Linked DNA regions of Mus musculus: region 1 is linked to region 2. The links are chromatin contacts, called in public HiChIP or PLAC-seq maps. All regions are on one chromosome and are shown on one strand. Each heading gives the region's core, a stretch centred on a gene start, on an enhancer-like site or on the middle of the called end of the contact. The rest is flanking DNA. Distances are from core to core; before and after follow the strand shown.

Region 1 (4,467 bases), core at 358-2,857, 200 kb before region 2:
TAACTGTTTAAGAGAATGACACTCATTACGCATCTATTGCTACTGTATTAAACACAAGATGCTTAGAAAAAAACAATTCCTTTAGGGCTGGGGTATATAGGTCAGTTGGTAGGGTGTGGAAGGAAGGAAAGAAAGAAGGGAGAGAGGGAAACACAAAGGGAGGGAGGGGAAGGGAGTGAAGGAGAGAAGGAAGAAAGGAATTTTTCATACACAATACAAAGTCAAGTCAAAGACAAGAGTTATTCTTCCTATACCTCACAAAACCATTGCTGAGAACCAGTATAGGAGCAAATCAGCTCTCTGGCAGACCCATACCCATGCGCAGGCTCTGTCTGCCTAAGATTAAGACAACGGGGCAGCGGTAGCAATGGTGGGCCTGGGGATGGGGGCTTAACTGCAAGAAAGGAAGAGATCAATTGGTCACTGTAAATGCCCCAGATCTGTAAGTATACGTGCAGTACCAGGGCAATCAAGGGGACTTCTGAGTCAGCTGGTCTGGGTTGGTGCTCAGAATATGTTTTAGAAAAAGCATCCAAGGTCATTATTGTCTTCAGGTAAGATGGGGATTGCTTCAACTCGGGTGCTTCGGCCACCATGCTTCGTACTAGCTAAGAAGATGCCTCAGGAGCGTGTGCAGTGATGTCAGCGTCAGGGTTCTAGAGAAGGAGGGTCTAGGGAATGCCGTGGCCCCGGGGCAGCGGGAGTCCTCAAGAGCAGCCAAGAACACAGAGCCAGGCCTTTTCTCACCAGTGAGTTATTCTGAGGACTCACCATCTGGGACAGAAGAGCTCATTCCTAGAGGCCTCGGATTAACTCCCTTTCCAGTTTCTAGAAGAAACTTCAGCCTCCTAATGGCCTTAGTTTTTTGGAGGCTGAGGCCCAGCCCATTGGGTGCGATCAACCTTTAGGTGTGAAAATCTTGGAGGCTGTGAGGTTGAGCTCTGAAGATGACTAAAATGTGCCCACTAATGCCAGGTAACCCATCTTGACGGTCAAGCCCGAGATGGACACACAGACAGCTTATTCCTACTTGAACTTGAAAAGGAGCCTGAAGGGTCTGAGGGGAGGGCTGCAGATCATGAAGGAATGAATTTCCAAGCCTGTGAGACAGCAGAAGGAAGACCTGAGGGCAAAGTCTCAAATTGCAGATGTGTAGGACTGAAGAGACTCAGCAGCTCTGTGGTGGGGCACTTGCTTGGCCTGTATGAGGCCCTGGGTTCTACCCCCAGTACCACAAAGAAAACAAACAAGAATGAACAGGTAGATGGTAGCAAAAGAAAAAGTCACTATAGGCTTGAGCAGACACACATTTCATCTTCTTTTGGGACAATGCCTCCCTCACTTCATAGGAATCTTGCTTAAAGTCCCCCACAGTGGCATGTGTTCCAGGCCTCCCAGTCAGAACTACTCCCCTCCCCAGGCATTAAGACCCAGAAGTCTGATAGAGGGAGTGGGGCGTGGGAGGAGGCCCTTTGGGGGTATTGCTTATGCTGTGAGAAAGGCGTTCCCCTCCTTCTGTGGAATTTTCTGGTGCAAGGATGAGTGCTGAGGGCTGTCAGCAGCTGAGGCATTACCAATGGAGAGAAACAGGCTGGATGCTTCTGCGTTGAGTCATTCGGGCTTTAAACATTTGAGTGATGCAAGCAGATGTGTGTTTGGAATGTGATGCTGGTGTCTGCGTGGAGGGATGCCTGGATTAACACAGCGCAAACCCTGGAATCCAGGGAGAAAGCTGCTCAGACAGGCTGGTACAAGGCCTCAAGCCCTCCAGAGCCCAGAGAGCAAGATGTAGAGTTGAGAGATAATTGGGAGGTCGAAAACAGACAGAGCACCGTGACTGGGCGTGGCAGGGGAAGAAAGAGGTCATCAGGGCTGGCTCTGAATTCAGGCACACCCAAATTTGGACTCTGTTTGGTACTCCTAATGGCTGTGGGATCTTATTCAACCTCTTTAAGCCTTGGCTTCTATGTCTATGTACTGGCAGCGATAACACTACATGCTCTATGGGATTGCTGGGGGACGAGATAAGGCATGTGGATACAAAAACATGCAGCACAGAAGTGGCACCATGTAATACTCGGTCTAGAACCACTCTCTCTGACAGTGAAAGAGAAAGGAAAATTAAAGATGAAGTTCTTGGCTTAAGAATCTGAAAAGGCTACTGAAATTAATTGGCACTAGAAGTGCAGGAATTTACTAGGAAAGGAGAACATGAGTTTATTTTTTGACACATGCTGAATCTGACATGCCCTTAAGACTTTGGAGTAAGGGTGTCCAGTAATCGACGAGACTCAGACTCAAGGTTTGGTGGATACTGGCCAACAGAAGGTCATTGGAACAATGGCAGACAGGAGATATCTAGGAATGGATGTGTGCTGAAAGGGAAAAGGAGAGAGCCAGAGGAGTCATGAAGTTAGCGAGAGGTGAGGACAATTGCATGCAAGTCTAGAAGAGAAGATGCTGTCAGATGGCCGTGGACCCTTATGTCTATGTGGGAAGGATGAAAGACTGAATCCAACACCAGCTGACTGGCTAACAGGTCTCTAGCCTCACCCATGACGTTATCTTTAAGAGGCTCACTATGGTCCTCAGGAGGATTGCTGTCTCTTACCTCCAGGTATTGATTAGCCAAGCGTAGGAATCGGTCAGTGATGTTGAATATGTCCCTCCAGTCAAAGCTGGTCATATCATCAGCCTGCTTCTCTTGGGGACCGTTAGAGAAGAAGTTTAATACGGCTTCGGTGGTAATGCCTTCTTCTCCGAGCTGCCTATTTATGAAGTCTTTGACGGTTGGGTGCTGCAGGGTGTCCTTGGGAAGAAGAACATTATGTCTCAGAAATTAAGAATTCCACAGGCTCTTTGGCCTTAGTCTCAGATCATGTCAGATTTTTAATGATTACTGATTGAGACGTGAAGGCTCACTAAACAAGCCAGGAGGCTTGAACTTCTATTGTCTTATTCTAACACAAAGGCTTCTATGTAGAGGAGAGGCAAGGCAGAGTATGGGAGAAGTATTGCTGAGCATGTAAAAATAACATAGAAGATTTCCTTTTTATGGCCTTCTGCTTTGTTCTCATTTTAATTGCCTTGCTATTGAGAGCTCTTGCCTCTTGAGCTTTACAAAATTGCAAATGAGGCCAGACAGACAAAAGTGACCATCTTAGCAGTATAGAGCTGGCCTTTTGAGGAGACACCTCTTTGAACCTGAGGCCTTCAAGAGAATTCATGGGAAAAATACTGACCTTGTGGCAACTTTTAAATTGTCCCACAGAATTTAAGAAGCCTATTCCCCACTCAACACCAGAGATGCCACTTGGTGACATTTCCAGGCTAGTGCTTGAGGTTCTGTCGCTATAGCTTGGCCTGGCTGAAGTTGGAATGAACTATCTCTACGGCCCTCCCCATCCTATGTTGTGAGCATCCTTACTCGGATCACGGTCATCTGTGTGCTCTTCTCAAAGAAGTACCAGATCTGGGGCCCCACTTCCTCCCAGGCTTTTACCAACTTCCTAACTCGATCCAGTTCTTCAAAAGTTGAGTTGGCCTAAAATAGACACACAGAAACAAACAGAAGAAATTGTAAGAACCTTTGCTTCTGTCTTTTAGCCCTCACCATAAACCTTTAAGGTGTTATATTAAGGCAAAGCTCTTTCTCCTCCTCCTCTTCCTCTTTATAATAATAATAATAATAATAATAATAATAAATAGTAACTTAATATTTTAAGTATATGGGTGTTTTGTCTTTATGTATGCCTATATACCACACGTGAGCTGCCATGTGGGTTCTGGGAATCGAACACTGGTCCTCTGGAAGAGAAGCCAGTTCTCTTAACAGCTGAGCCATCTCTCCAACCCACAAGGGGCTTCTTGGAAGTGCTTTTCCTTTCCTGGAATATTGCCATTCCTCAGACTCTAGGATTGACAGAATCTAATTTGTTAGTATCTCAGAGATACGTACAATAATGATGCTACTGATTCCAAGCCTCATTGAGTTGTACTTGGGATTCTAGTGAGCAAATATTTATCCTCCCCATCTTTGCCTGTTCTAGGAAGCCAGAGATCAAAAAATGCTGAACATTTCCATTAGGGATATAAGTCACACAGTGCGAAAGAAAAGTCCGTTGCAGGATTGCAGGCTACTTCGGAGAGGGTGGGTCCAGGCAGGGCACCAGAGCGAGGCATTCCTACTGTGACTGTGCTTCAGGGAGGAAACCCAGGAATCCATTTAGGGGAAAATAAGCCAGAGGGGAGTCATTGGCAGGAGCCTATTTAAACACACACACACACACACACACACACACACACACGCACGCACGCACGCACGCACGCACGCACACACACACACTCTACATGCACATGCACACACATGCACACCGTTGTCTTCTGGGAGGTCCCAGATATAAGAGAACGATACCAGCTGGGCTCTTACATTCTTCATTATCCTTCGAGCAGCAGGGGAATCTGGAG
Region 2 (3,918 bases), core at 1,005-3,504:
TCACTAAAGGGGTAAGCATTCCGCCTGTATCCTTCACGTAGCTTACAGTGACACTACCTTCCTAGGGGGTGGGCCTACCTTCCTGACTGAAATGTTAGGCTGAGGATTTCAACCTCTTGACGAGAAAGAACTAGTTTTCCCTTAATAGACATTCATTGTTACTGTGTCGCTAGTGTCAAAATTAACATTTAAAGTCAGTGAGTTTTCACTCGCTGTTTGCTCTGTATTAAATCATGGAGCCTCGAGTTAGCACTTATTGTCCAACTGAGAGACTCTACAACTGAGTTCTTCTGAGGGGCAAGATGATGTCTCTCAAGCATGCTGATCTTTAATTATCTGAGTTGATTCAGGATAAGATTTAAAATGCCTTAAAGACGTGGATGGCCAGGGTCAGTGAGATGGCTCGGTGGGTAAAGGTGCTTGCTGCCAAGTCTGGTGACCTGAGTTTGTTTCCCTGGAACTCACGTCGTAGGAGAGAAGCAGCTCCCACAGGTTGTTCTCTGACTTCCAAAAGCATATCCTGACATGTGCACACACAAATAGAAAAGTAAATAAATACATGTACTGCTTAAAGAACATAGGACTACCTCCATTGCTCTGTAAATGTCCCATCTCCCATCAGGCTTACATAAGAAGGAGCATCAGCAATGTCAGGCATGAGGTTTGTTGGCAGCCACATGGCAAAACTCTGTGTTGCTGATTAGACACAGGGTGGCACCTAAGAGCTTGGTATCCACTTGTAAAAAAAAAACCAAGATTCCAAACAAGCCAGATGCCCGCCTGAACTCATCCTTGGAAAGATATAGACCTAGGTGTACCCATGGGCAAGCAAGCGCTAGGTTATCTTCAGAAGACAGTCCTCCTCTGCTCTCATATGACAACAAATGATCAACCAGGGTTAATGGAGCAGGGCCACAGTCTGTGACATCAGTGACAGCCCTCCCACCAACATACCGCAAATTCCCCAGCTATAAAAAACTTAGTTTTCCTATTAGTTTTTGCCCTTGTACACCTCCCCATCCTGTAAAGCACATAGCTGAGAACTGACTGTTGAAACCAAAGTCAAAAGCTTAAGAAGATGTCCTGAGTGGTACCCACTTAGCATGCCCAAAGTTCTGGGTTCTAGTCTCCATCACGAAAGAAAACAACAAAACCTGACATCAACCTGGGGAGAAGCCATTTTGGATTTATGGCTGGGGCGGTGGGCTGCTGATCCAGTCTAACCAGGCTTCCTCTCAGACCAGACAGTGTCACCGGCAGGATGATTTTAAGTGCGTGCACACATGCCTGTACAGTAATCATACAAGTGAATGTCTGAGGTGAGCCCTGGGTGTCATTGCTCAGCCACTTGGTTCATTGAGACAGGATCTCAGTGAGTCTAGAGCTTTCTCATCACGTTGGACTGCTGATGAGCAAAGCCCAGGGATGTGGCTGTCTCTGCCCCCTTAAACACTGAACAACAAGTGTATCTCCACCACACTGCGCTATTTCTCACGGCCTCCGGAATCTGGGTTAGGGTCCTCATGTCTACGCAGCAAACGCTTCATTATAACTAAGCTCTTAGAAGCCATGCGCAGTTAGTTGGCGAGCTGTTAAAGTGAGTTGTACTTACGGCCTGTGTTATACAGAGGAGAAAATATTTTCAGCGCTACTTGCAGTTTTCAGACCTGACAGTGCCTTACAATTCCTACCCAGTAATAAGCATTACTCATGCGGCACCAATGGGAAAAAAACTGGTGATGCTCATTCTCTGCCTACCGTGTTTTATGTGTGTGAACGTTTAAAACTTGTTTGGGATGATTGCTCTAAACACTTCAGCATCTGGTGTACAAATATTTTTGTAGACACCGGGTCCAAATACCACAAAATCACTGCCCCAGTCCAGGTTATGTGAACCATTGTCTTAGGCAGATTTTTAATAAATGAGATTATTCTTGAACGATGAGACTCTCTCCCCAGGGACATCAAGATTAAACTCAAAAGAAAATCTTATAGCGATGACCCATATTTTTAAAAAAAAAAAGTGGAAAGGAGAAGTCATTTTGGAACTAATTTGAAGGGGAAAAGTAACTTTTTGCTTTGTGGTTTTTTTTTGTTTTTGTTTTTTGTTTTAAATTGTTGTTGCCATGCTAAGCATTGTACAAAGGGAAATCAAAGGTGACACCGTCAGTGACATTCCTGCAGTGAGTGGCTGGTGGGAGATAAGGCTTGGCTGAGCTGTGCCAGAGTCCGGTTTCAGTTCTGTCAGGTGTAATCAGATCCTTAAAACAAAAGCGGCCAGTCCACTTCATCAGAAGACACTCCAGGCCCTTTACCCTACACTAAAAGCGAACAGAAGCATCAGTGCCACGCGGGAAGAGAGCCGCATATCATCAGTGGGTTTGCGCCACATTGTGTCATTGTCTAATGCTCCATATTTAATATAAAACCCCCCGTTTCCAGTCTAATAGATGGAAGGAGCTTGTTTGCTTGTTTTAGAGGCTGTGGTTGTAGAAATTAAGCTTCAGTTTGTAATCCAAGGCAAAGGCAATTGGTGAGTCTGCGAGTCGTGGTGGAGGTCTTTAGTTTACCCCTGGGCTTTAGGACCCGGTGGGAGGTGGGGGGTGGGGGGTGGAGGTGGGGGGGGGGAGCGCAGTCTTTTTTTTTCTCTGAAAAGAGGCTTGCTCAAAATGTCACTTGGAAAATTTCTCTTGTGGATGGATGTGCTACATAGAATAAATTACAATTTTCATTTGGAAGATATATATGTGTGTGATAAAATGAACCAAAAGGCTGTTTGGGAGGATGAGCTGAGGCGACCATGGTGAACCCTGGCAGCTTCCAACCTTACCGGTGGGTCTAACTGGACGTCCATTAAAATGACCACAGAACCCAGGCTAGCCATAGTTCCCTATCGCCACGACTGTCCCAGAATGACTGGGTTTGGTTGCAGCCACAGAGGAAACAGGACTTCCATTTTGGTGGCAGGCAAACCAAGGGAGAGTAGAAATGAAACCAGCCTGCTGGGTCAGAAATTGCTGAGGAAGTGTTCCGGCTCTAACAGGAGGAAATTAAAAGCCTGCAGTGTGTGTGTGTGTGTGTGTGTGTGTGTGTGTGTGTGTGTGTGTGTGTGTGTGTGTGACAATTAGCCATGACAGAGGAGCAGGAAGGAATACAGAATGAATGACAATCAGAGGAAACAGGCCTGCGACAAAGGAGGCCTGCCCCCCCCCCACCCCCCACCCCCCCAGGCCCAGAGGAATCGATAGAAGTCCCTGAGAAATGCTGCTTTTCTTGGGTTCTGGAGCTCATATTTTAACCCCTTTATCTCCCAAAGTCTCGCTCTGAAGCAGATAGCTTTATTCACGGCGTTCTTTGATTGCTCCATGGTTGATATGAATACCAGAATGTCTGCAAAGTTATTGTGAGAACAGAGCAATTGTTCAATTTTTCCCTCTCCACGCTCAGCCTGGAAAAAAAAAACCACACATCTAAGGTTGGATTGGGTGGGAAAATATTTATGCCAACTTACACAAGAAGCGCAGGTATTAGCCTTAGATAAAAATATTAGGAAAACAAGATAAGAACTGTAAAGGCATTTGAAAGTTATTGTGATGAGTATCAAGATTATTTAAGATCATAGCACATTCTATAACCAAAGATAATGATAGGGTGGAGTGGAAAGGGGAAGTGAGATTGTTTCATAAAAATAAGAATTTGACCTGGGCAGTGATGGCACACACCTTTAATCCCAGCACTCGGGAGGCAGAGGCAGGTGGATTTCTGAGTTCGAGGCCAGCCTGGTCTACAGAGTGAGTTCCAGGACAGCCAGGGCTACACAGAGAAACCCTGTCTCAAAAACAAACAAACAATAACCCCCAAACAACAACAACAAAACCCTGAAGAATTTCAAGTTTTAAAAACCCAATGTGTTTATTA

The links. HiChIP or PLAC-seq counts read pairs in DNA pulled down with a chosen protein or histone mark.
Region 1: an H3K27ac HiChIP or PLAC-seq map of heart atrium shows a contact between it and region 2, with 5 read pairs. The contact joins two enhancer-like sites. A contact is called at or near these places in 4 of 484 Hi-C or Micro-C datasets (the Ba/F3 cell line, the HPC-5 cell line, bone marrow-derived macrophages and 1 more), 5 of 115 datasets of contacts at active chromatin or transcription factors (embryonic basal ganglia, embryonic fibroblasts, heart atrium and 2 more) and 2 of 9 other capture datasets (adipose tissue and liver).

Annotation. Positions count from the first base shown.
Region 1 is chr3:122,085,636-122,090,102 of GRCm38.p6, reverse strand. Abca4 (ATP-binding cassette, sub-family A (ABC1), member 4) reads right to left here. Exons shown (of 50, transcript NM_007378.1): 9 at 4,430-4,467; 10 at 3,428-3,544; 11 at 2,612-2,809. Among named protein-coding and RNA genes, the nearest start is that of Gm40138, 39 kb to the left of the region's middle. Within about 2 kb of position 1,607, at least 101 of the 459 cell types and tissues checked have an H3K27ac peak or open chromatin away from gene starts, as enhancers often do. A contact at or near this core is called in adipose tissue and heart atrium, where this site is marked.
Region 2 is chr3:121,889,882-121,893,799 of GRCm38.p6, reverse strand. No RefSeq gene overlaps it. Among named protein-coding and RNA genes, the nearest start is that of Gm34050, 12 kb to the left of the region's middle. Within about 2 kb of position 2,254, at least 35 of the 459 cell types and tissues checked have an H3K27ac peak or open chromatin away from gene starts, as enhancers often do. A contact at or near this core is called in adipose tissue and heart atrium, where this site is marked.